7 separate regions of the Mus musculus genome follow, and all the other regions are linked to region 1. A link is a contact called in public HiChIP or PLAC-seq and promoter capture Hi-C data. All regions are on one chromosome and are shown on one strand. The core of a region is the stretch at or near the end of the contact, and the rest is flanking DNA. Distances in the headings are between cores, read along the strand shown.

What was found. Promoter capture Hi-C pulls out the DNA fragments that hold promoters and counts their contacts. HiChIP or PLAC-seq counts read pairs in DNA pulled down with a chosen protein or histone mark. Capture Hi-C pulls out chosen DNA fragments and counts their contacts.
Region 2: a promoter capture Hi-C map of liver shows a contact between it and region 1, with 2.6 times the contacts expected there. The contact joins the promoter of Fkbp8 here to the promoter of Klf2 in region 1. A contact is called at or near these places in 2 of 9 other capture datasets (liver and pancreatic islet).
Region 3: a contact with region 1 is called in a promoter capture Hi-C map of liver, with 2.6 times the contacts expected there. The contact joins the promoter of Isyna1 here to the promoter of Klf2 in region 1.
Region 4: a contact with region 1 is called in a promoter capture Hi-C map of liver, with 3 times the contacts expected there. The contact joins the promoter of Lsm4 here to the promoter of Klf2 in region 1. A contact is called at or near these places in 1 of 39 promoter capture datasets (pre-B cells), 1 of 115 datasets of contacts at active chromatin or transcription factors (embryonic stem cells) and 2 of 9 other capture datasets (adipose tissue and liver).
Region 5: an H3K27ac HiChIP or PLAC-seq map of thymic regulatory T cells shows a contact between it and region 1, with 8 times the contacts expected there. The contact joins the promoter of Iqcn here to the promoter of Klf2 in region 1. A contact is called at or near these places in 1 of 39 promoter capture datasets (pre-B cells) and 1 of 115 datasets of contacts at active chromatin or transcription factors (thymic regulatory T cells).
Region 6: a promoter capture Hi-C map of hippocampal neurons shows a contact between it and region 1, with 6 times the contacts expected there. The contact joins the promoter of Arrdc2 here to the promoter of Klf2 in region 1. A contact is called at or near these places in 2 of 39 promoter capture datasets (hippocampal neurons and pre-B cells).
Region 7: a contact with region 1 is called in a promoter capture Hi-C map of hippocampal neurons, with 9 times the contacts expected there. The contact joins the promoter of Kcnn1 here to the promoter of Klf2 in region 1. A contact is called at or near these places in 4 of 39 promoter capture datasets (embryonic stem cells, hippocampal neurons, liver and 1 more).

What each region holds. Positions count from the first base shown.
Region 1 is chr8:72,317,439-72,320,618 of GRCm38.p6, forward strand. Klf2 (Kruppel-like factor 2 (lung)) reads left to right here and starts at 1,624. Exons shown (of 3, transcript NM_008452.2): 1 at 1,624-1,711; 2 at 1,988-2,804. The coding sequence starts at 1,640.
Region 2 is chr8:70,526,135-70,529,314 of GRCm38.p6, forward strand. It overlaps Fkbp8 (FK506 binding protein 8), which reads left to right and starts at 1,609. Exons shown (of 9, transcript NM_001111066.1): 1 at 1,609-1,702.
Region 3 is chr8:70,593,018-70,596,197 of GRCm38.p6, forward strand. It overlaps Isyna1 (myo-inositol 1-phosphate synthase A1), which reads left to right and starts at 1,464. Exons shown (of 11, transcript NM_023627.1): 1 at 1,464-1,526; 2 at 1,603-1,731; 3 at 1,806-1,967; 4 at 2,122-2,254; 5 at 2,344-2,537; 6 at 2,688-2,837; 7 at 2,933-3,148. The coding sequence starts at 1,612.
Region 4 is chr8:70,671,726-70,674,905 of GRCm38.p6, forward strand. Lsm4 (LSM4 homolog, U6 small nuclear RNA and mRNA degradation associated) reads left to right here and starts at 1,506. Exons shown (of 5, transcript NM_015816.4): 1 at 1,506-1,732. The coding sequence starts at 1,730.
Region 5 is chr8:70,700,479-70,703,658 of GRCm38.p6, forward strand. It overlaps Iqcn (IQ motif containing N), which reads left to right and starts at 1,547. Exons shown (of 4, transcript NM_001370847.1): 1 at 1,547-3,093. Jund (jun D proto-oncogene) reads left to right here. Exons shown (of 1, transcript NM_010592.5): 1 at 1-138.
Region 6 is chr8:70,838,227-70,841,406 of GRCm38.p6, forward strand. It overlaps Arrdc2 (arrestin domain containing 2), which reads right to left and starts at 1,494. Exons shown (of 8, transcript NM_027560.1): 1 at 902-1,494; 2 at 753-819; 3 at 468-615. The coding sequence starts at 1,175.
Region 7 is chr8:70,855,507-70,858,686 of GRCm38.p6, forward strand. Kcnn1 (potassium intermediate/small conductance calcium-activated channel, subfamily N, member 1) reads right to left here and starts at 1,502. Exons shown (of 10, transcript NM_032397.3): 1 at 1,426-1,502.

The sequences.
Region 1 (3,180 bases), core at 374-2,873:
CTTAACCAAGCCAGTGTTTCAGCCTCACATTCTGCCTCCATGAGTGTGTGATCTCTCTACTTTGATGTTTTGTGGAAAGGACCTGTGGACAGTTGGGGCTGATGTTACAGACCAGTGTCTGTAGTTCGCCAATGTTTCTGCTCCAAAGTCACAGAAGTGGACAAGGGGCTGGGTGTGGAATCTGCCACCCCCTATTCCTGCTGGAATCACTGCACCCAACTACACAAGCTTGACTGCACCCCTCAGCCTCCTGGTTTCAGGTCACAGCTTCAATGCCCTCCCTCTCTCTATTACCCTCTTGCTTTCTCCAGAGCTTACCTCAATGTTTGCCTCCGGGGTTAAGGTCAAAATTGCACCAATGTCCTTCCCCAGGCTCACCACATACTTCCTCCTCTTCCACTGTTCCTTTTTTTTTTCTGTTTAGGCCCCTTGGGTATTATGCATATTTATTTGATGTGCCCATCCCCCACTGAGTATCCCTTGCAAGTCTTGACAGTCAGACAACAGCTCTTCCCTGCACTAGAAGGATTTATGTGAGGTGTATGTTTGTGGGAGGTGAAAGGTCCCAGAGACTCAGTACTGTATTTATGTATCTAGTGTAAATTGTAATTATTACATGCTATTGTGTATTTGCACGTGCGCCAGTGCACTGTGAGGTCTAAGGACAACTTATGGGAACGGATTCTCTCCCCCTTTTGGGAACTGAGCTCCTTGGATGAGGCTTGTAAGCAGACACTAAGCCATCATGCCTGCCTCTAGTGTTTGCTTCTTTTTTAAGACACGGTCTCTTGTAGCCAAAGGGGCCTTGAACCTAATGCTTTCAACCTCCTAAATGTTCTGAAGACAAGCATATACCACCATGCCATGGTGTCTGCCTCTGTGTGTGTGTGTGTGTCTCCTTCCCTCCCTCCCTCCCTCCCTCCCTCCCTCCCTCCCTCCCTCCCTCCCTCCCTCCCTCCCTCCCTCCCTCCCTCCCTCCCATCTCTCTCTCTCTCTCTCTCTCTCTCTCTCTCCCTCTCTCTCTCTTTCTCTCTCTGTGTCTATCTCTCTCCCTCTGTGTGTGTGTGTGTGTGTGTGTGTGTGTGTGTGTGTATTAAGGGGGCTACGATGCTCCAGGCTGGCCTCAACTCCCTTCTAGGCAGGCCCCAAACTTCATCCTTCTTGTCTTAGCTTCCAAGGTAGCTTAAACAAAGATTTCACAGAGCGTTCCCTGGGTGAGCACTGTGACCCCAGACTCCCCATGCATCGGTCCAGGTTTCCAGGGGCTTGAGGCTGGGGAGATACCGGGAAAGCCTCGTCACCCGTGTTCCCCGCGGAGTCCCAGGTGCCACCCCCTCCCCCGCCCCCCGCGCGCGCTAACTATGCTGTTGTGCCTGGTTTGTTGACGCCGTCGCCATAGGGACGGTCGGGGGCGGGGCCCGGCCGCGGGGGCGGGGCTTGAGGAGCGCAGTCCGGGCTCCCGCAGTAGCCGCCACAGCCACCACCGCCAGGCTTATATACCGCGGCTAAATTTAGGCTGAGCCCGGAGCTCGTCCCCATCCGGGACGCGTTTCCGTCGACGCCTCCTAGCCCGGCCCTCTGTGCCTGCCGCGCCTATAAGGCCTGGGTGGGCCGGGCCACAGCACACACAGTCCCTGCCATGGCGCTCAGCGAGCCTATCTTGCCGTCCTTTGCCACTTTCGCCAGCCCGTGCGAGCGCGGCCTCCAGGAGGTGAGGGCAGCGAGGGTCCGCGGGCGGCGGGGTAGCAAGGTACCAGGCTACAGGGTGCAGGAGCCAGTACTGGAGATGACAAGGTCCAGGGTGCTGACCGCCTCAGGGAGTTAGACTTCAGGCTGTGGGACAGGAGGTGGGTGCAGGGACTGAGGACACGCGCGCTGAAGGGATGCCGTGCACCGGGTGCAGATCTTGAGGGCCTAGTTGTTAGACTTTGGGGTGCAGGGTAGCAGGAGGCACCCCCACTCACGTCCCGCGCCCTGTCTCCTGCAGCGCTGGCCGCGAAATGAACCCGAGGCGGGCGGCACGGATGAGGACCTAAACAACGTGTTGGACTTCATCCTCTCCATGGGATTGGACGGTCTGGGCGCCGAAAATCCTCCCGAGCCCCCGCCGCAGCCCCCGCCGCCTGCCTTCTACTACCCGGAGCCGGGTGCTCCGCCGCCCTACAGCATCCCCGCGGCCAGCCTGGGAACAGAGCTGCTGCGCCCCGACCTGGACCCGCCTCAGGGGCCGGCTCTGCACGGCCGCTTCCTCCTCGCGCCTCCCGGGCGGCTAGTGAAGGCCGAGCCCCCCGAGGTGGACGGCGGCGGCTACGGCTGCGCTCCGGGCCTGGCCCACGGACCGCGCGGGCTGAAGCTCGAGGGCGCCCCAGGAGCGACAGGTGCATGCATGCGGGGTCCCGCCGGCCGCCCCCCGCCGCCCCCGGACACGCCGCCGCTCAGCCCCGACGGCCCCCTGCGCATCCCGGCGTCCGGTCCCCGCAACCCGTTCCCGCCGCCCTTCGGTCCCGGCCCCAGCTTCGGCGGTCCCGGCCCCGCGTTGCACTACGGGCCTCCCGCGCCTGGCGCCTTCGGTCTTTTCGAGGACGCGGCGGCAGCGGCGGCGGCGCTGGGCTTGGCTCCACCTGCCACGCGCGGTCTCCTCACGCCGCCCTCGTCCCCGCTGGAGCTGCTGGAGGCCAAGCCCAAACGCGGCCGCCGCTCCTGGCCCCGCAAGCGCGCCGCCACACATACTTGCAGCTACACCAACTGCGGCAAGACCTACACCAAGAGCTCGCACCTAAAGGCGCATCTGCGTACACACACAGGTGGGCGCCTGGCCTCATTCCCGGGATCTGCGGCAGGGGGATGGCCGCGAGTTCAGGAACAGGCTAGGTTACAGAGGAAGACCCTGTCCATCCTCCAGAAGGGAAATGGATACTGTCCCCAGAGTCTATGACACTGCCAAGGGGGTGTGGCAGTTTAATGGGTTGGCTCCGAGGGACTCAGGTCTCAAGAATTCGGGACATAATTAAGAAGCTGTGGAGGGCTGGGCTGGGGCTTAGCACTGCATATAAAGTTTGGCATGGTGGCCTGAGCCTGTCATCTCAGTACTGAGCAGAAGAATCAGGAATTCAGACCTAATCTCAGAATGTTAGGGGAGGAATGCACCTGAGCCTGCTAGTGGTCAGCTTCAGGAGCCCA
Region 2 (3,180 bases), core at 359-2,858, 1.8 Mb before region 1:
GCTAAGAGATATAACTGTATGAATAGAGCAACAGAAAAAAGTTACACAGTGGGAGTAGAGCCAGGGCATGAGCACCTTACAGTCTTGAGCTCAATCTACAGCTCCAACATGGTAGGACAGAACTCATTTGTGCAAATTATCCTTTGGCATTCACTTGTGTACCAGGGAGGCGCATGTTCATTCATTCATATATATATTCCATATATAATATATAGTTTTCCTTGCATGTAAAGAGATATTGAGGTCTACACTGCTTAACTGAGCTTCTGCCTAGCATGTGCAAAGGTCCCAGATCCAATTTCAAGTACTACAAGAACCAAAGAACAACAACAAAAAACAAACCCCACTGGGTTTCAGATGTAGCCAGGTTCAAAGCCCTCAGAACTGGAACAAGCCCATGGTTTCTTTGATATCAAGTGAAAGAATTACAGGATCATTCTTGAAAGGTGACAGCTCGGGAGAGTAGATAAGGTCCTTCAAATGAGAGGCCCTGCTTTCTCCCTGACACCTTAGCACCTTCTGGCAGAGTCTGCATGGACAGCAGGCAGTTACTGAAAACCTTGTATCTCAGGTGACTGCCCTTCAGCTTTCAGCTACTGTTCTTTTAGACAGTGCAATGTAGCCAAGCCGGGTCGTGAACTTCTGATCCTCAGTGCCCCACTTGTCAAGTACTGAGACAACAGGCAAGCACCCTGTCTGGCTTCCTGACCCCGTCTGTACCTTCAAGGTAACTTAGTAAGCAGTCACACAAGACCCCAGAACCTTGGGGCTGGAGAGATGGATGGCTCAGTGGTTTAGAGCACTGACTGCTCTTCCAGAGGTCCTTAAATTCAATTCCCAGCAACCACATGGTGGCTCACAATCATCTGTAATGGGATCTGATGCCCTCTTCTGGTGTGTCTAAAGACAGTGACAGTGTACTAATAAAATTAAATCAATAATTCTTTAAGACTCCAGAACCTCACAAGCAAGCTAAACACTTTGCTGTCAGCTTGGGCTTCATGGTCAGACCCTGGCTAACTAAAATACAATATAAAACATGAAACAAAAGAGAATGCTATAATAAAATAGTTGAGACGGGTGTGGTAGCACACACCTTTAATCCCAGGAGCAGATAGAGGCAGTATGATCTCCATGAGTTTAAGGCCAGCCTGGTCTGGTAAACGTGCTGCGTCCAGGACAGCCAAGCCTACACAGAGAGGCTTGCTCACCACGCCCCAGGAAAAGAGAGGGGCAGGGGAAGGAGGACATGAAATAAAGTATTAAGTAAAATTATGAAATATTATTGTTTTCCAAAGAGCCCCGAAAATGACCGCGCATGAGCTACAGTGTTTCTTGTTTATTTCTACCTCGTATGTAAGCAGGAGGAAGCCTGCCCCAGCATGAACTCAAATCAGGGCGTGCTGCTATCCTCTCCCACTGTGCGCCCAGTGCGTTCCCATCTCCCACTCCCAACAGCCCCTCCACCTAGAGGCTAGAGCCCCTTTAAGAAACGGCCAGCGGAGCTTACCAGGAAGGAGGTGGTGTCGAGGGCGCGAGACGGACGTGTGCACAAGCCAATAAACACGGCAGACGCGGTGTGAACAGCCAATGGGTGCGCGGGGGCGGGGCTGCGTATCTGAAGCTGTTTCCCGAGGCGCGGCGGCCGCGGCTGGGGGCGGGGAGGGGGCACAGGACCCCGAGCGGGGTCCCCGAGCCGCAGGCACGTGTGACGGGGCGTAGCGAGGAGGCCGAGGCTCCCGGGGCCAAGGCCTCCCGAGGCTGCGGGAGGCTGGGCCTCCCGGGGCGGTAGTGTCGACCGGGCGCGGGGCGGCGTTGGGGTGCGGGGCGCGCGGGGCATTGTGGGGGCTCGGGGCGGGAGGGTCTCCGGTCGGGGCCGGATCCCGGAAGGAGCCCCGCAGGTGAGGGTCGCAGGGCAGGGACGCAGGGCTCCGGGGCTTCCTGGGGCTTAAGGAGAGGGCCTGATAGGACGTAGGGTTCTACAGCTGGGTTGGGGGCCTCCGCAGAGAGGCCTGGGGCCAGCGAGATGGTGCAAGAGTCCATATTGGTGTTCCCACTACTCTTTCGCTTTTATTTAATTTGAGACTGGGTCTCCAGTATTCTAAGCTAGTCTTCAAGTGGGTGTGTAGCTCAGGCTGGCCTTGAACTCCTGGCCTTCCTGTCCGAAGAGCTGGATGACAGGCGTGCCTTGCCACACCTGGTTTACAGGGGTGCTAATTCTAAAGCGTCGTGCTTGCTAGGAGAACGCTCTTCCAACGAATTACAATCCTAGCTTATGCTTTCAATTTCTTGAGTCAGGATTTCATGTAACTCATGAATTCCATGGCCTCGAATACCTGGTCATCCTTCCTCCACCTCCCGATTGCTGGAATGAAAGGCATTTGCTGATACATGGTTTCTGCAGCGTTGGGGTTAGAACCCCGGGTCTTGTGCTTGGTAGACAAGTGCCCTGTTGCCTGAGCTATCTCCCCAGTGCCCTACTACGATTAAAAGCTGGAAGCAGACTTGGTGATAGAGGCAGGTTGGAGCCATCGTCTCTGTTGTTGGGAGATTCAGCAAGAGACATTAAGTTTCTAGCACCAATCCTTTATTGCTGGATCCTTTAGCAGAGAAGGTGGCCAGAGTCAGGAACCTCTACTAAAAGTTCACCTTTTTCAAATGAATAAGTTATAAAACTTATAAAGATTGCTGTCCCAAGGCCTCAGTGACAGTCCCCACTGCCTCAATTACCCCAACACCCTTTTCTTGACATTCAGCTCAATAACTTTCGATCTTGACCCTCTTGTTAATTGGCTTGTTTTCTGACTTTGGCTAAGTGGCTTTGTCTTTTTTTTTTTTTTTTTTTTGGTGGTTTATCGAGACAGGGTTTCTCTGTATAGTCCTGGCTGTCCTGGAACTCACTTTGTAGACCTTGAACTCAGAAATCCACCTGCCTCTGCCTCCTGAGTGCTGGGATTAAAGGCGTGTGCCACCATGCCTGGCTGGGCTTTGTCTTTCTGTGCTTGTTGGATCTTTCCTGTGTAAGCTAGGGTTTCCCTACTTTCTGTGCTTATAAAGATTCCATAATAACAGCTAACCCAGCTGCAGTCTGTGGCTCAGCGTGTGAGGTCTGTGTTCCTTTCAACAAGCCAGGTTGGTAGGATGCCCAGCGAATATACGATGAATGAAAGGGAGCTACAT
Region 3 (3,180 bases), core at 214-2,713, 1.7 Mb before region 1:
AAGGTGCTGCCCTCTACTAGAATAGGTGGGACAGAAAGTTTGCTTGAGACTGACACCCTTTTAAAAACAATAGACCCCAGCGAGAATTACCTGTCTCTTAGAGCTGTCAGTCCAGCTAGCATCTGAGGCCATGGAGGCCGAGCATGGCCACCATCAGCCCCTGGCTCCAAGCAGAAAGCACAGGCTGGGCATGCGTCAGAGGCAGCATGTTTGTTTTCAAAGGGAAAAGTCAAAGGCAGCCTGTGAGGGAGGGCTGGGGTCAGTAGGACTCCCTTGAGGCCTTGGCCAGACTTCTGACAGTTCTGAGGCAGCTGAGGGGGTGGAAGGAGAGTCAGGCACCCTGTGGGCCGCTGTGTACTCACTACCTAGGAACAGCTTGACCATGCTCTTCCATCGCCTTCCCAGAGCCCAGGGCTAACCCTTGTCCCCACGCACCTCCCAACCAGAGCAGTCTGCTACAGCGACCCCAACCCCACCCTGGTCAAGGATGTCCTCCCGGGAAGGGCCCTTTTGGGGACTCGGCCTTGCTCCCAGCCCCGAGCCCCTTGCAAAATGAATGTCCCAGTGCAGTCTTTCTGCCTCAACCTCCCAAATGCTGAGATGACCGATATTGGCCACCAGACAGTTTCATTACCTAAAAGAGATAAACAATCTGCCATTTCTACTGTGGCACACCACAAGAGGACAGAAAGTGGGCAGCAATCTAAAGCACAACCCATTTCCCCATGGTGCTCCTCAGCCCTTGCATCTGAGACCCTCCCCGGAGCTTTACTTTAGGGGGTGTAGCGGGTTCCGCCTGTAGTTCTCCCATGACAATCTCCCCTTCATACATCAAAACGATCCCCAACAGTCCCCTCCTCTGGGAACCCTGCCTGAGTCTCTTCACCGGGATGAGTTCAGTTGGGCTGGTTCGTGTTAGCAACGGCAAATAAAGTCTTGACACCCACAGAGCGGGCCCCCTCTTATTTTCGTGCAGACATTTCGGACAATCCACCTTTTTGGCACAGCTCCAGCTGTGGAAAGTTTCCGCTAGGAGGAGGCCACTTGTTTTGGAAAGTTCTGGGGGCACCTCCCCCGCCTGCCTGCCGAGTTCCCATGTTCCTTATCACTGTGCCTACCCAGGGGGAGGCCGCGTAGACCTGCCCATTCTGTCTCCTCCTCTGGGCAGGGCCATCAGGCCAGTGATCGCAGCTGGAGGACTGGGAGAGGGCGGGACAGACAGCCGAGCAGCTCTGAGACCCCCCCCCCCCCCAAAAAGCCCCTCGACCAGACATGCCCCACCTCCCTGTCGGTGGCCATCGCTCATTGGCTGCCTGGTGGTACAAGGGTGCGCAGCGAGGTAACGCGCAAGACGCTCGCGCCTGAGACTCCTTCCGGCTACCTGGGTTTAGAGCACCCAGAACCCTGGTCGCAAGTCACGCCCATCAGGGGCGTGGTCGAGGCGTGGCATCGGCGTTTTTCTTCGCTGCCCCAGAGCCCTCGGGCCCACGCTGTCCGCTGCCGCAGTCTGATCCAACTCTGGGCCGGTAAGTACGAACCTATCCTAGGCCGTAAGGTTGGCTCTCGGGTGGTGATTCCGCGCTCACTGGCTCTGGCCCACAGCTCGCCACGATGGAGCCCGCCGCCGAGATCCTCGTGGATAGCCCGGACGTGGTCTACAGCCCCGAAACCATCGAGGCGCGCTACGAGTACCGGACAACGCGCGTCAGCCGCGAGGGCGGCGTGCTGCGGGTGCGCGCGGGGCGCGGGCGGCGGAGGACACTGGGAACCCGAGGTCCCGCGACTCACTCCCAACTCTTCCTTAGGTGCAGCCCAGGGCTACGCGTTTCACCTTCCGCACCGCCCGGCAGGTGCCCCGACTCGGGGTCATGTTGGTCGGCTGGGGCGGGAACAACGGCTCCACGCTCACTGCTGCTGTTCTGGCCAATCGGCTGCGCCTAACCTGGCCCACGCGCACAGGTCGCAAGGTGGGGGCCGTGGCTACTAGGAGAATACGGGGTGGGGGTGTGGCGAGCAGAACTGGGGGAGGGGCGTGGCTTGTTGGACTAGCGCGTCTCAGCAAGCCGGACCCCTCAGCCCCTCAACACCCTGCTCTGCTTGCCGCACCCCCTCCCTTCCCAGGAGGCAAACTATTATGGATCGTTGACCCAGGCGGGCACCGTGAACTTGGGTCTGGATGAGAACGGCCGGGAGGTGTTTGTGCCCTTCAGTGCGCTGCTACCCATGGTGGCCCCCAACGACCTGGTGTTTGATGGTGGGCAAAGCCTCGGGACGGGATGGGGTTAAGTGTGGGAGGGCCCAGGGTACGGGATGGGTCCTGTGTTAAGGGTCCCCGCAACCCAGGCTGGGATATCTCGTCGCTGAACCTGGCCGAGGCCATGCGGCGCGCGCAGGTCCTGGACTGCGGTCTGCAGGAACAGCTGTGGCCCCACATGGAGAGCCTGCGTCCGCGGCCCTCAGTCTACATTCCTGAGTTCATCGCTGCCAACCAGACAGCACGTGCGGACAACCTCATCCCTGGCACACGTGCCCAACAGGTGGGGTCCTCGACCCACTCCCAGGCCTTACTGTCACCTGTTACATGGCCACATGGTCTCTCCCTTTGGCAATAATTCCTATACCCCGGGGCCCAAGCCTCCGGACAACTTAAGACAACCTCCACCTAATCTTCCTCCTTCCTTTCCCAGTTGGAGCAAATCCGAAAGGACATTAGAGATTTCCGATCCAGTGCGGGATTGGATAAGGTCATCGTGCTGTGGACCGCCAATACGGAGCGCTTCTGCGAGGTGGTCCCAGGTCGCAATGACACAGCAGAAAACTTGCTACATACTATCCAGGTGTGCGTTTGCCCAAGATTCCTGGGGATCAGTGCCGGTCCAGAGGAATCCTTGGGTCCAGAGGAATCCTTGGCCGACTACTTCTCTGCCCTCAGCTTGGCCTGGAGGTGTCACCGTCCACACTTTTTGCTGTGGCCAGCATCCTGGAGGACTGCGCCTTCCTCAATGGATCCCCACAGAACACACTGGTACCCGGTGCCCTGGAACTGGCTTCGCAGCGCCATGTGTTTGTAGGTGGTGATGACTTCAAGTCAGGGCAGACTAAGGTCAAGTCTGTCCTGGTGGACTTCCTCATCGGCTCTGGGCTCAAGGTACCTCCAGGCTTCATGCGGTGCTGGGAGGA
Region 4 (3,180 bases), core at 256-2,755, 1.6 Mb before region 1:
GGTGGGGGCGGGAGCTCAGGGCTTCTATCCCTCCCGCTGAGCTGCAGTCTTAGTGCGGGAGTCTCACTCCATCACTTAGAAGAGCCCTGGGGAGTGTGCCAAGGGAGTCTCCCGGGTCAGAGGATCCCAACAAGTGAACTCATCGCTAACATTCTGTACCAGGGCCTTTCAGCAGCTTGGTCAAACAGCTGTCCTGCTTGGGACAGCTCAGGGTGGAGCTCTGATTCCATAACCAGTAGCCAAAGAAAATAAAAATAAATAGAAGGGCTAGGAGATGGCTCCATGGGTAAAAATGCTTCCTGATGAGAAGGCTAGGCTGACTTCATGACAAGCTTCAAACTGGCAGTTAAGGAGAGGTGGCCTAAATCTGTTTCCAAGAACTGGCCAATTCCAGACAAGTCCAGGCCTCAGAAGCTGCCCCACCACCTGGCCTGAGGCAAGGACAATGGGTAAGCAACAGTTTCCAGACCTCCCCAGTAAGTTTCCAGCCCCCGCAGCCCTGCCATGGAACGTCCATAGAGATGGACCTCACAGATTAACATAGAGGTCACCTGCCCCGGAATTTCCTAATGTGCTTTAAATCAAACCTCCAAGTTAACATGGGTGTCTATTTTGGTAATTCGAGACTCCAGCATGCTCAACTTCTGCATAATAAGACACTCTTTGAGTTTTCATACTATTTGAGTCCGGAATATCATTCTTTGGCACCCCTACTGGGCAAGCATGAGAACCTGAATTTGTAGCTCAAGAAGACACATTAAACCATGGTGGTGCACACCTGCAATCCCAGCACTCACTAGGATCTCTGGAAGGTCGATACCAGCCTGGTCTACATTGTGTGTTCAAGGCCAGCTAGGGATGTACAGAGAAACACTATGTTCCTCCCAAAATGATAATGATTTTTTTTAAAGCAAGGATTAAAGCTTGATGGCCCACAGTGGCCATCCAGCAGTGGAGAAGCCGAGTCGGGGTCTAATGCAAGTTCATGATCGGCTAGCTTCAGCTGCCACAGAAGCCCATCTCAAAACAGGAAAATCCCAGAGATTTGTTTTCACTTCCTGTCGCCAGGGAACGCCAGACCTGCCGTTCGTGTTCAAAGATTCTATTTGAGTTGGTAAAGACAAAGAGATCCATAAGGGCAAGAATGGAAGGCTAGAGCTGGGCAGTGGTGGCGCACGCCTTTAATCCCAGCACTTGGTGGGCAGAGGCAGGCGGATTTCTGAGTTCGAGGCCAGCCTGGTCTAGAGTGAGTTCCAGGAACAGCCAGAGCTACACAGAGAAGCAATGTCTCGAAAACAAAACAAAACAAAACAAAGAATGAAAGGCTAGGAGCGCAAAATAGGCACCGCGCGACTCGCATGCATTAGCCAGCTTCGCCCACAGTGTGGCGCCGAATTAGGCGCCGAACCAGATCCAGGAGAGCACCTCTGCGCAGGCGCCCTTTCCCAACATACACCCCGTAGTGGGCGTAACTTGTGCTGCGGCCTTTTGCGTCGTTCTAGTGTCGCACTTTACGGCTACCTCTCAATCCCACCGTAGAAATACGGTGAGGCCGTCCGTCTTGTTCCGTAGGTACCGCCCTAGCCCGTCCCGATTGGATAGATGTCCGTTGAGCTGCTCGCTGATTGGTCATAGTTTCTGCCAGTCTTTTTCAGTCTGGGGCGCGCGGTGGGCCGCCGGTGGGAGCGCGTGTGTCTGTGCCGCGGCGGAAGTTATCGCTGCAGGGAAGATGGTGAGGGCCGCGAGGCGGAGGGGCGCGCGCAGGGTCTTCGGGCTGCTGAGAGATGGGGGAAACTGAGGCCGGAGTGACCGGTGTCCCTCCAGGGCCCCAGACGGTCACCGTTGGGGATTTATCTCTTGATGGACACGGTTTTTGCGACCGGAAGAGGGACTATGATCGTTTCCGGGGCTTGTCACCGTCATTGATAGGAAAGCTGCGTTTCCGGGAAATGGGCGGGCTTAATGGCTCACGTGGGCTTCGTTGCCCTCTTGATGCTTATCTGGTGTCTGACCTCAGCTGCCCACGCCTTTGGCTGGAAATCCAGCTCAGAGAGCGGGTTGATTCTCTCCCTGGGACACACAGCATGTCTTGCTCAGGAAGAAAGGATTTTTTTTTTCTCCTAGTTTAGGCTCAGGCCTCCTCAGTTTGGGGACTCTTAGACCTGGCATAAACAAGTAAAGGAGGCCAGGTTTCCCCCTGCTCTGTCGAGGGGCGCGTTGGCCTAAGTGAGGAGAGCCACATATTCCCATCTCCCCAGTTCTTGATGGTAGGATATTTGGTTTGTTTTTTGGTTAGGCTTTCTGATCTGAACTGACATAATCCAGGCTAACCTCAAACTCCTGATCCTCTTGCTTCAGTCACTGGAGTATGGAAAGGACACGTGTATACTCCACATTTGAGTCAGGATGTGAGGCAGGGTCTCATATAGCCCAGGCTGCCTTTGAACTCCATTTGTATACATGCATCACTGTGAACTCCTGACCCTGCCTTTACTCCAGAATGACCCTGGGTTTTGTGGTGCAGGAACTCTAGGCCTAACACATGCTAGGTAAGCACTCCCCACTGGGTGTACCCTGAGCCTTCCTGAAGGGATGGCCAGGTGCGTCCAGGACTGGACACCCACCTCATGCAGGTGCGCACAGACACTCCCATATCTCTGCGGTCAGGCTGGTACAGGAGTGTCCCAGCTGAACATTCCTGAACTCAGAGCCCTAGACTTGGTTCTTTAGCTATCTCATCTACACACTGGATCCCAGAGAGTCTGGATGATGGCTGAGAAGGAATTTCCCTTCCTGGAACTGGCTCCTCTAATGGGAGGTGCTGGGACTGGATTCCAGAACGGGTGGCTATAACACCTGCAGCTGCTCTGTGTAAAGCTATGTCTCCTCCACTCAAAAGCCTGTGACTATCCCAGCTCCAGCCTCCCTGTCTGCCCTGGCCCATTTCACTCTGAGCTTTTTCTTCCTTCATTTTGGGGAGACATTCCTAATTACTTCTTTCATTCCTCTCTCCCACTGCACACACAGTAGGGGAGTGGGGGGTTGTGGTGGCCTGTCCCTACACCACACTTTTCTTACCTGTGGCACTGGACAGGATGCACCTGTGCTGGGTGTCCCCACCCCTGCGTGTTCAGCAAGTGTTTACTGCTCCTCCCTGCTGCAGCAGAGCCCACGCCCACA
Region 5 (3,180 bases), core at 297-2,796, 1.6 Mb before region 1:
CCCCCCCCCCCGCTCTCTCTCCTCCCGACACCATCCCCTCTCTTTTTGTTTGGTTTTGTTTTGCTACGAGTCCACATTCCTGTTCCGTAATCCTTGGTTCGCCGGTTTTGTGTTTTCAGTAAAGTCTTCGTTACGCCAGCTTGGCTGTCCGCCTCCTTCTTCCCCCGCCTGGGCTGAGGGTGGGCGGGGCTAGCCCTCTCCCATCCCCCTCCCTCCTCCTCTAACCTCTTTCCTCCCCTTCTTCCCCCCCCCCCTGGGGGGGGGGAACGCGGCGTGGGCGCGGGCCGTGCCTGCACATCTGCTGCGCAGCGAGCGCCACCTAGGTGCACGCTGTCGGCCCAGGTCCAGGTGGCACCAGGACGCAATCCTGGACTAGCCTATCAATTTAGCTGGTATATCCTTTAGGAAGAAGAGTGACTACATGGGAAGGGGCAGAAGGAAGTGCTTACAAGCTTGGGGCCTCCGGGATTCATCCATACAGAAAAGAGCTGGGCTTGCAGCCTGTGCTCACTAGATTTTATTCGCCTTTGTTGGTTTCAAAGGGTACCTCAGACCCAGAGCCTTCTCTGCAAGTCTATGTGGGAGCCTAGAATCATGTAGGTGCATTTAAATATCTCCCTGACACGCCCCCTTCTCGCAGCACCTGCTCTATTTTGAGGAAACAATATTCAGCGAAGTAAAGCAATTGTCTTGAGTCACATAGCATCTTTATTTTTGAGACAAGGATACTTCATGTAGTCTTGACTGTTCTGGAACTTTCTATGCAGACCAGCCAGAGCTCCCCCTGCCTCTGCTTCCTGAGTGCTGGGGTTAAAGGTATGTGCCATCACACCTGCCTGTTTCATCTCCGTTTTCAGTGCCCTGGGCTTAGAGCAGATTAATCAAGGTCGTCCAGCTCAGCCCAGTGGGAACATCTGACCCTAGGTCTCGTCTCCCCTCCCCTCCCCCATGTTATATATACAGTTTCCTGTCAGCCCTGGCCACTGCTGTTGAGACCCTGGGTCTTGAGGCTCTCAGGGTGTCACTGTGGGTGATAGGTCACATGGTAAGTCCCAGTGGGTGGCAGGTGTCCCTAGACAGCTGCTGAGTGCCTGCCTGCCCGCCCTGAATGGAACTCTTGTGGGTCCAGCTTGGTTCTGGCATCATCCTAACATTTGGGAGGCCGAGGCGGGAGACTCCTCAATCCTAGACCAGCCCAGGCTACACACCCTGTCTAGTAAGACTAAAGCTAGTAATGAAAAGGCTTGAACATAGGTTCCCTGGATGCTGGGATGACAATCTAGTTCATACAGTGTGAGGATGGAGCCCAGGGCTGAGTTTCCTGGGCAGGCACTCTCCTGAGCTTCGGGCACATAAGAGTTCCAGCTTGGGTACCATGGTGGAGTTTTGCAGCAGCTATGAAAGCTATACTCTTCCTTTGTGGGCCTCTATCTTATGTGCTCTGAAAAGGGGGTGTCCTGATCTTGGTTCCCCTCTTCCCTGTCCCTCTCAGGGCCAAGATGATTATTATTATTGTTGTTTTGTGGGTTTTTTTTTTTTTTTGAGACAGGGTTTTTCTCCTGTAGCCTTGGCTATCCTGGAACTCACTTTATAGACCAAGCTGACCTCAAACTCAGAAATCCTCCTGCCTCTGCCTCCCAAGTGCTGGGATCAAAGGTGTGTGCCACCACTGCCCAGCTGGGCCAAGATTATTGTACCCCTATTACACAGCAGTGGCCCAGAAACCTGTTCTACAGGCTGTGAACAGCATAGTAGAAATTTGAACTCTGACCTCTCCTTTGGCCCTTGAAATGTTGGGATACCATGTACACCAGTGTCTGCAGTGTTCTGCTTTTGTAGTGTTAGATGGAATCTGGATCTTTATAAAGATTTGTGTTGTTTGAGATGATGTCTTACTGTATAGCCCAGACTGGCCTCGAACTCAGTTTTTCCCACCTCTGGGACTAAAGGCATGTGCCACCACAGCGGCCCAATGAGGTTTTGTTGATGTTGGGAGTGTTTCCAGTCAGCTGATCAGAGCCAGGCTGGGCCCTGCAAGCCTGTGACTTAAGCACTTGCAATGTAGAGGCAGAAGGGCCATGAGTTTCAGTCCAGCCTGGGGTATATAAGGAGCCTATCTCAAAACACCAAGGACTCTTGACAGAGCACATCATGTGCCCAGGGGGCCTGGGCTCAGAGTTCTGTTCCCCAGCATTGAAAGGCTGGCTCTGCAATTCAAGTACATTTCTTTCCCTGAGTCTCATCTAGCACATGGGCTAAGACCACCATATCTAGGTGCCCAAAGAAACAAAAGGCTCACTAGAAGTGCTCACAACAGCTAAAGGACAGAGGAGAGAGGCAGGGAAAAGCCACAGGGTTGTATGTCTGCTCTTTGCATAGAGGCCTTGTTCTAGTAGCCCCTTGGCCAGGCGAAGTGGTTCTGGCTTGAGCCTGCTGTGCATAGGCCAAGGTGTGTGTCAGCCTTGGCTGGAGCATCTATGACTCACACTGGGTATGAGCCCAGCCTGGGGAGGTGGCCCAGAACATTGGCTTCACTCCATCTGCCCCCTCCTAGGGCTGTGGCTCACACTGCATGACCTTTTATTTTTTTCTACACAGGGTCTCCATATGCAGCCCAGGCTGGCCTGGAACTCACCAAAATCCATAAACTCTCGGTGCTTGACTGTTGCAGGCCATATGAAGCTTTGCACGTGTCTTTTCATGCCCTCCAGGAGATGTCTCCAGGACATCTTGGAGGCTCAGCAGCTATGTCAGGTGGTGACAGAACTCCCTCCAAACACAAGGCAAGAGGGGGGAAGGCTAGCTCTATGCTCAGAGCCCTAATTTTCCTTCCCTGTTGGACCATCAGGACAGCTCAGATCCTCTTGTCCTGTCAGGGGCCCCAGTTCCAAGCTCTAGAACCCTTTCCCCTAAATGCTGCTGGGGATTGGTCGGAACTCACCTGGAGTCATAAAGACATTTGGGTGCCCCGGTTCCCAAGGCTGGCTGTCAGGGCTGGTGGCTTCAGCTCTGGGGATAGGTGAGTGGGCTGGTGGGGGTACCACACTCTGTCACCCAGCTCTTGCCAAGAATGTCTGCATTCTCTGGACTGCGGTAGGTAGCTAGGCCCTTAGAGATTGTATTTGGGTCCCTCAAGCCATGATGGTACTGTCCCTTGGGCACCAACCCTGTGAGCCTGTT
Region 6 (3,180 bases), core at 244-2,743, 1.5 Mb before region 1:
GTGGCACATGCCTTTAATTCCAGCACTTGGTAGGCAGAGGCAGGCAGATTTCTGAGTTCGAGGCCAGCCTTATCTACAAAGTGAGTTCCAGGACATCCAGGGCTATACAGAGAAACCCTGTTTCAAAAAAACCAAAACAAAACAAAACAAAAAACAAAAACAAACAAGAAAAGAAAAAGAAATAAAGCAAAACCCAAAACCAGTAAAGACAAAAGCAAACACAAAAACAAAAATAGCCCTATCATATCCTGCTTTCCAAATGGGGTATCTGAGGCTGGGAAAGAGCAAGATACCTTCCCAGAGGCACACAGCAGGTGAGCACCCTCAGAATTTGCACTTACCTATAGTGGGTTTTAAACTCACCACTAACTCCTGGCTCCCTGTTACAGAGGTCATTTGAGACCCTCAAATCTAAAAGGTGTCAAGCAGCCAGGCTGGACCCCAACCCCCATGGGGCAGCCACTTGCCAGCAGGGCAGGTGTGTTTATGTCCACAGGTTCAATGACAGTGAACACCTTCCGGGCGCAGCGTGCAGGGACCCATGGCCGGTGCAGAGTGGCTTTGATGGAATAGCGGACGCTGCCGTGTTTGCCCTCGAAGGATGTCACCAGGGAGCTGGGGTGGCAAGAGTGGGTAATCAGAGGATCACTATCAGGAGATAGTGGGGTGAAGGGCATACAAGAGGGATGTCCCGAGAAGTCAGGGCTGAGGGAACCCTAGATGCCCAGCCAGAAGGCGACAGTGGGGCTTACATAGGCAGCTGGAAGCTGAAGGGAAACTCGTGGCGTCCAGCGGGAAGCGTGGCGATATCCCCCGAGTCTAGGAACAAGACCCGGGGCTCAGCGGACGTAGGCCTGGGAATCGCATGCTCGGTGCGCCCCAAAAGGTCCCCAGCCCGTACCTGGCGCGAGCAGCGTGGCGCGGTGGTTCACGACTTCCACGCGCTCGCTGTAACTCTGAGTATAAGCAGTGCTGGAGCCCGCGCTGCGCGACTCCGTCCAGTGCGCGCGCGCGCGGCCCCGAGCGCGCAGCCTGAGCGCGCCCACGCGTGCCGCGCCCGCAAGCTCCAACAGTACCCGGCCTGCCACGGCCTGGCCTCCGTGGAACACGGGCTCGGTGCCCGTGCGCGCCCCGTCTATCTCTACTACGAACGCCTTCACCTTATCGAACAGCATTGCGGTGACGGTCGCGAACCCAAAAAAGAGATCGGCCAGGTGCTCGAACCCGCGAAAAGAAAGAGCTAGAGACTGCGAACGCAGCGGGCTCGAACTACGTACACACACAAGCGGGACAACAGGACGGAAGACCGCTGGGGACCCGCAGCTGCGTCGCACTTATAGGACGGTTGGAGGGCGGGGCCTGAGGAGAAGACCGCACCTACCGGAAGAGACTCCGCAAACACAGCAGTAGGGAACGGGACCCCAGAAAAGACTAGGCCAATAGCGCGGCGAAGGAATGGCCTGAGGAGAAAGCCACACCTTCAGGAGAAGACTCCACCAATAGCGCGCTGAGGAGGCGGGGCCTGAAAAAGCCTGGTTCTGCTGAGAGAATTAGGCCAAAGGCTCCACGAGGGCGGTGGCCTGATAGAAAGCTCCCCCCCCTACAAGGGACCAGGCCAATAGCGTGTGAAGGGCGTGGTCTGAGGGGGCAAAATCAGCTCCTGCGAGAAAGTCAGTAGCATCGAGGGGCGGGGCGGGGCGGGGCGTTAGAGAAAGCCTCGCCTACCGGAAAGAACTTCACCAATAGCGCGGTGGGGCGTGGCCTCACGAGGCTCCAGACAAAATAACCCTTGCTTGGTTCTGAACCGGAGCCTAAGTGGGAGGTGCTGCAGCGCGGCTCTGCCGCCTTAGGTCTCGCAAATACACAAACAAGGAAGCCCAGGAATAGGGAAACTGGTCTTAGTCACCCAGCGTGACAACTGTCACTATTTTTTTTTTCTGTTGCTTTTTGAGACGGGTTCTCATGTAGCCCAAACTTACCTGGGACTTGAGACAGTCCCCCTGCTTCTGTTTACAAGATTGGCCAGTAGTTTTGTGTTCCCTTGGCTAGTCTGGAACTCACTGTGTAGACCAGGCTGGCCTTGAACTCATAGAGGCGAGGTTGCCACTGCTTCCCGAGTGCTGGAATTAAAGCTCAAATCGGATTTCTGAACCCGAAAGCTTTATTTTCTTCTGAGGCCAAGTCTCACATAGCCTCCAATGCATCTCGTACTCTAACCAAGCCCGATGTTGAATTTGCCATCCTCCACCAGTCTTCCAGAGCTGACTTGATAGGCGTTTGCCTTAGTACCTGACTGTTTCTTAAACTTAAAAAAAAAAAGATTTATTTATTTGTATATGTATATGAGTACACTGTAGCTGTCTTCAGACACACCAGAAGAGAGCCATTACAGATGGCTGTGAGCCACTGTGTGGTTCCTGGGAATTGAACTCAGGATCTCTGGAAGAGCAGTCTGTGCTCTTAGCCACTGAGCCATCTCTCCTGCCCGGCCTGGCTTTTTCTTATGTTTTCAGACAGGATCTCACACTGTAACCCAGGCTGCCCGGGAACTCAAGGCAATGGAACTCCGGTGTCAGCCTCTTAGATGCTGGGTTCGCAGGTGTGTCCACTAGGCCAGAACCTCCCAGCTTAATCATCAACTCGCTGCCGCCTGCAGACCTATCTGGGGCACCTTTTTTCAGGCCCATTGTTTCCGGCGATGCGAATTGGTGGGGACAGGGAAGTGTTGGTCCTTTCCCCCCCCCCCCGCATTGGGCACCCCCATTCAACCTAAAGGACCCTGGCAAGGGACAAGGAGGATGTGCCTCAATTTCCACTTCCATAAGGCCTAGGGGAACTTAGTCCCTCAGATCCAGAAAGGGATTGCCGTGCATAGGCAGCAAATCCAGGAGACTCTGATATTTTGAGTCAAGGGCTGCAGTGTACCTGGGGATAGGGAGACCCTTCTGGAATGTAACAGGAAGAATTGCTCCTGCAGGGAAACCTGCCCGGCATTTGTAGACACGGGCACCCCCTGGTGGACATGGGATGTACTGCGGCTCGTATTCACTCCTGAGCCCAGCTGTGTGAACGAACACAGGTTCACAGCCTTATGAACCAGGCTGCAGCACCCCCTGCCCGCAGCCTGGAGAGGACAAGGCGGCCTGGAGGACCAGAGAAGTCCCACAGGTCTTGGACTAA
Region 7 (3,180 bases), core at 252-2,751, 1.5 Mb before region 1:
CTTGGCCATTCCAGAACATTCCAAGGCTCAGGAGAGTCCAGGATCATCTGGAAAGTCAGTGTCTACCGACCCCTGCTCAAAGTCTGCTTCAGTTCCCCAGCGCCTAACCTCCCAGACACCAGCATGCCCTGCAATCATCCTGGCCCATGAGCACCCCCTGCCCCTCAAGCTACCAACAGCAGGTGACAAGGTGGCCTGGGTGCCTGCAAGACACACAGGTGAAGAGGCAATATGGGGCTGTGACTCAGCTGTCTGACACATATGCCAAGCCTAGGTGCTGCCATGTTGTTCCCTGAGACAGCCTCTTCCTGGGCAGGCTGGCTGGCACAGGACAGATGCAGAGCAGGCAGGGCTCAGTGACCAGTCCTGGGCTGGCTGTGTTTTGAGCCTCCAGTTAAAAGGACTGTCTGTTGCCCCAGGCACAAGGGGGATACCTCTTCTGGTTTTAAAAAGAAGAGCAAAGCTGAGGGAGGTTGGGTGGCCCCTGGATCCTCTGCCAGCACCGAGTCAGACACAGACTAAGGGACACAGCCTGGCGGTGGCTGAGGGCAGGACCTTGACAGGGAACCAGGCTGGCTCTGCCCGAGTGGCTGTGAGCTGAGGACAGAGCTGCTTTCTGTCATGGAGCCTGGGGTACCAGCTCAGTCCGTTTTCTCTTGTCTTCTGTAATTTTATTTATTTACTTTAGAGACAGGCTCTCAATCTATAGTGCAGGTTGGCACTGTGGCAAACCCCAGGTGCTGGGATGGCAGGTGTAAGTCGCCATGCTAGGACTGGTGATACATACCTATCAAGAGGTGCTAAACAGCAAGGCTAGCCTGGCCTTTGAGGCCAACTAGGGCTACCTGAGAACCTGTCTCAAAATAAAATAAAATCGGATCAATAGGTGTCCCTTGCTGTGAGTCTCAAGGAGGCACCCACCTCCCACAACTCTTGTAGGAACCACAGTGATAACGGCTCATGACAGAAACTCCCAAGACACTAGACCTGTGTCAGGTGGCCTCCCCAGCAGCTGGTGGGGAAATGGAGTTGAGGAAGGGTGCCAGAGCTCTTCTCACCAGGCTCACTGACTCCTCAGGGTGCCCGGCTCTGCTTGCCCTTTGCACACCGGCTACCAGGGAGCTTACAAGGCCAGTCTGGCAGCCCAGGTGCTGTCACTGAGCACCTTGACCTCAGTTTAGGGTGGCCGAAGAGTGCTCATGTCACTGGCCGTATCACATCCATCCTTGTGCATGGACTTTATGGACTCAGCGTCTCCCACTCGCAATCTTCCCTCACCGGGGGACACGCGCACCCTCTCTTCTGTGTCCCTGACCCCTGACCGCGTGGCAACACCATCCCCAGCGTCGTCCCTAGTCGCATAGCCCAGGGACCCGCTATTACTGCCCCCCCAGCCCCCTCACCCCCGCTTCCTCTCGCCAATACCTGCGGGCGGGGACCTGGACCCTCGTGCCAGCGCGTCCCCGCCGAGACCGGCCAGGGAGGGGGAGCAGCGCCGCCCCGTATGAGCGGCGCCTTGGATTGGCTGAGTGCACCAGGCCCCACCCCCATGACCCCGCAGGCTCCGCCCATGCTTAAAGCTCCCTCCTGGGCACTGGGCAAGAATAAGAACCCCGGTGATGGGCATCTGTGCACAGGCAGCTGGCTATTGCAGGTGATCCTGCACACCTGGACCTCATCTCTGGGGACAGACAAGCCCGCTCACCTCAGGGACCCCGATCTTAAACCCTATTAGCCTTGCGGGCAGAAAGAGCTCCAGGCAGCTGCAATCATCAGGGCTGGGGAGACCCCCGAACCTGCTCTGCCCCCATCATTCAAGCCAAACTTACAGAGCTCACTCATGAAAGTTTTTGTTTTGAATCAAGGTCTCACATAACCTAGTCTGGCGTCAAACTCACTGTGAAGTACAGGCTGCGCTAGAACTTACCAGGGAGTCCAGGTTAGCCTTGAGTGGCCTTGAAGTTCTGTTCCTTCTCCCTTCACCTCCTGAGCGCTGGGACAGTTTTGGGCCCCCCTTTCCAGCTCATGCAACATTTTTTGTGGTCTTGGGTTTTGTTTGTTTGTTTTGATAGCTCTGTAGCCAAAGCTGATCTTGAATTTACTCACTGAAATCCTCCTCTCAGCCTACTTCCTAAGGTGCTGGAGTTTCAGGTGTCTTCTAAGACATCCCAGAGACCAAGGAGTCTAGTCTCCGCCCCTTCAGTCACGTGATTACTGACAAGCTGGGGAGCTGAGGTTTGCCTGCAGCCGAGCGATGAGTGTGTGTATCCCCTCCCTAATCCCCTCCCCACCCCCACCCCAGCCACCCAGCTCCTGCTTCTTCCTGGCCCAATGTCTTTGCAGTTTAGAGGGCCTCAGGAAGGACTGAGGGGCAGATGTGTGGCCAGCAAGTGGCCTGGGAGCAGTGACAGCACTGAGCCCCAGCAGAGCCACCAACAGAGTGACAGTCCAGGTGTTGGGGACCACATCTGCACTATCCACATAGGTGGAGCCAGATGGAACCAGCCTGGGGTGATAGATGTAAGCAGGTTCCAGGAGACACCACAGAGGGACAGGCCAAGAGCACCAGGTTCTGCCTCCAGCCCCTAAACCTTCTGCATGTGGCCACCTCAGCCTGTGGCTGTGGGCCTTCCCTGCCTACCCCCTACCCAGGAATTGTTTTGCTTTTTGTTTTAGAAAGGGTTTCATATCTGTGAGGCTCAGACTTACTATAGAGCTGAGGATGGCCTGGAACTGGCCATCTTGCCTCTACCTCTCAGGTCCTACCTGACAGGATAGGCCTGGGCCACCAAGCCCCATTTGTTCCGTGCTAACAACAGAAGCCAGGGCGTCATAAACACTGGCAAAGCACTCAGTCTCCTGAGACACACCTCAGCCTCTCACAGCCCCCAGGGATTGGGGGCATGCCCCCGTTTGTCATCAAAATTGGGGTGCTCACTGTCCATCTAGCTCTCCTCCAGGCGCCTGTCTCAACATGCACCCCCATGGTGCCTGTGACCACAATCAAGGAGTTCACAGGCTCAGCAGTCACTGCCTCTAAGACTTACCCCTTCCCTCTTGGGGCCCACCCTGCCTTTAAGGAGCCCCTGGAGGAGGAGGTATCCTAGCAACCAGTTGGGGTGGCCTGGAGGCCTCTGGGCACCTCAGCCCTGGAGATAGATGAAGCTGGTGGTGGTAATG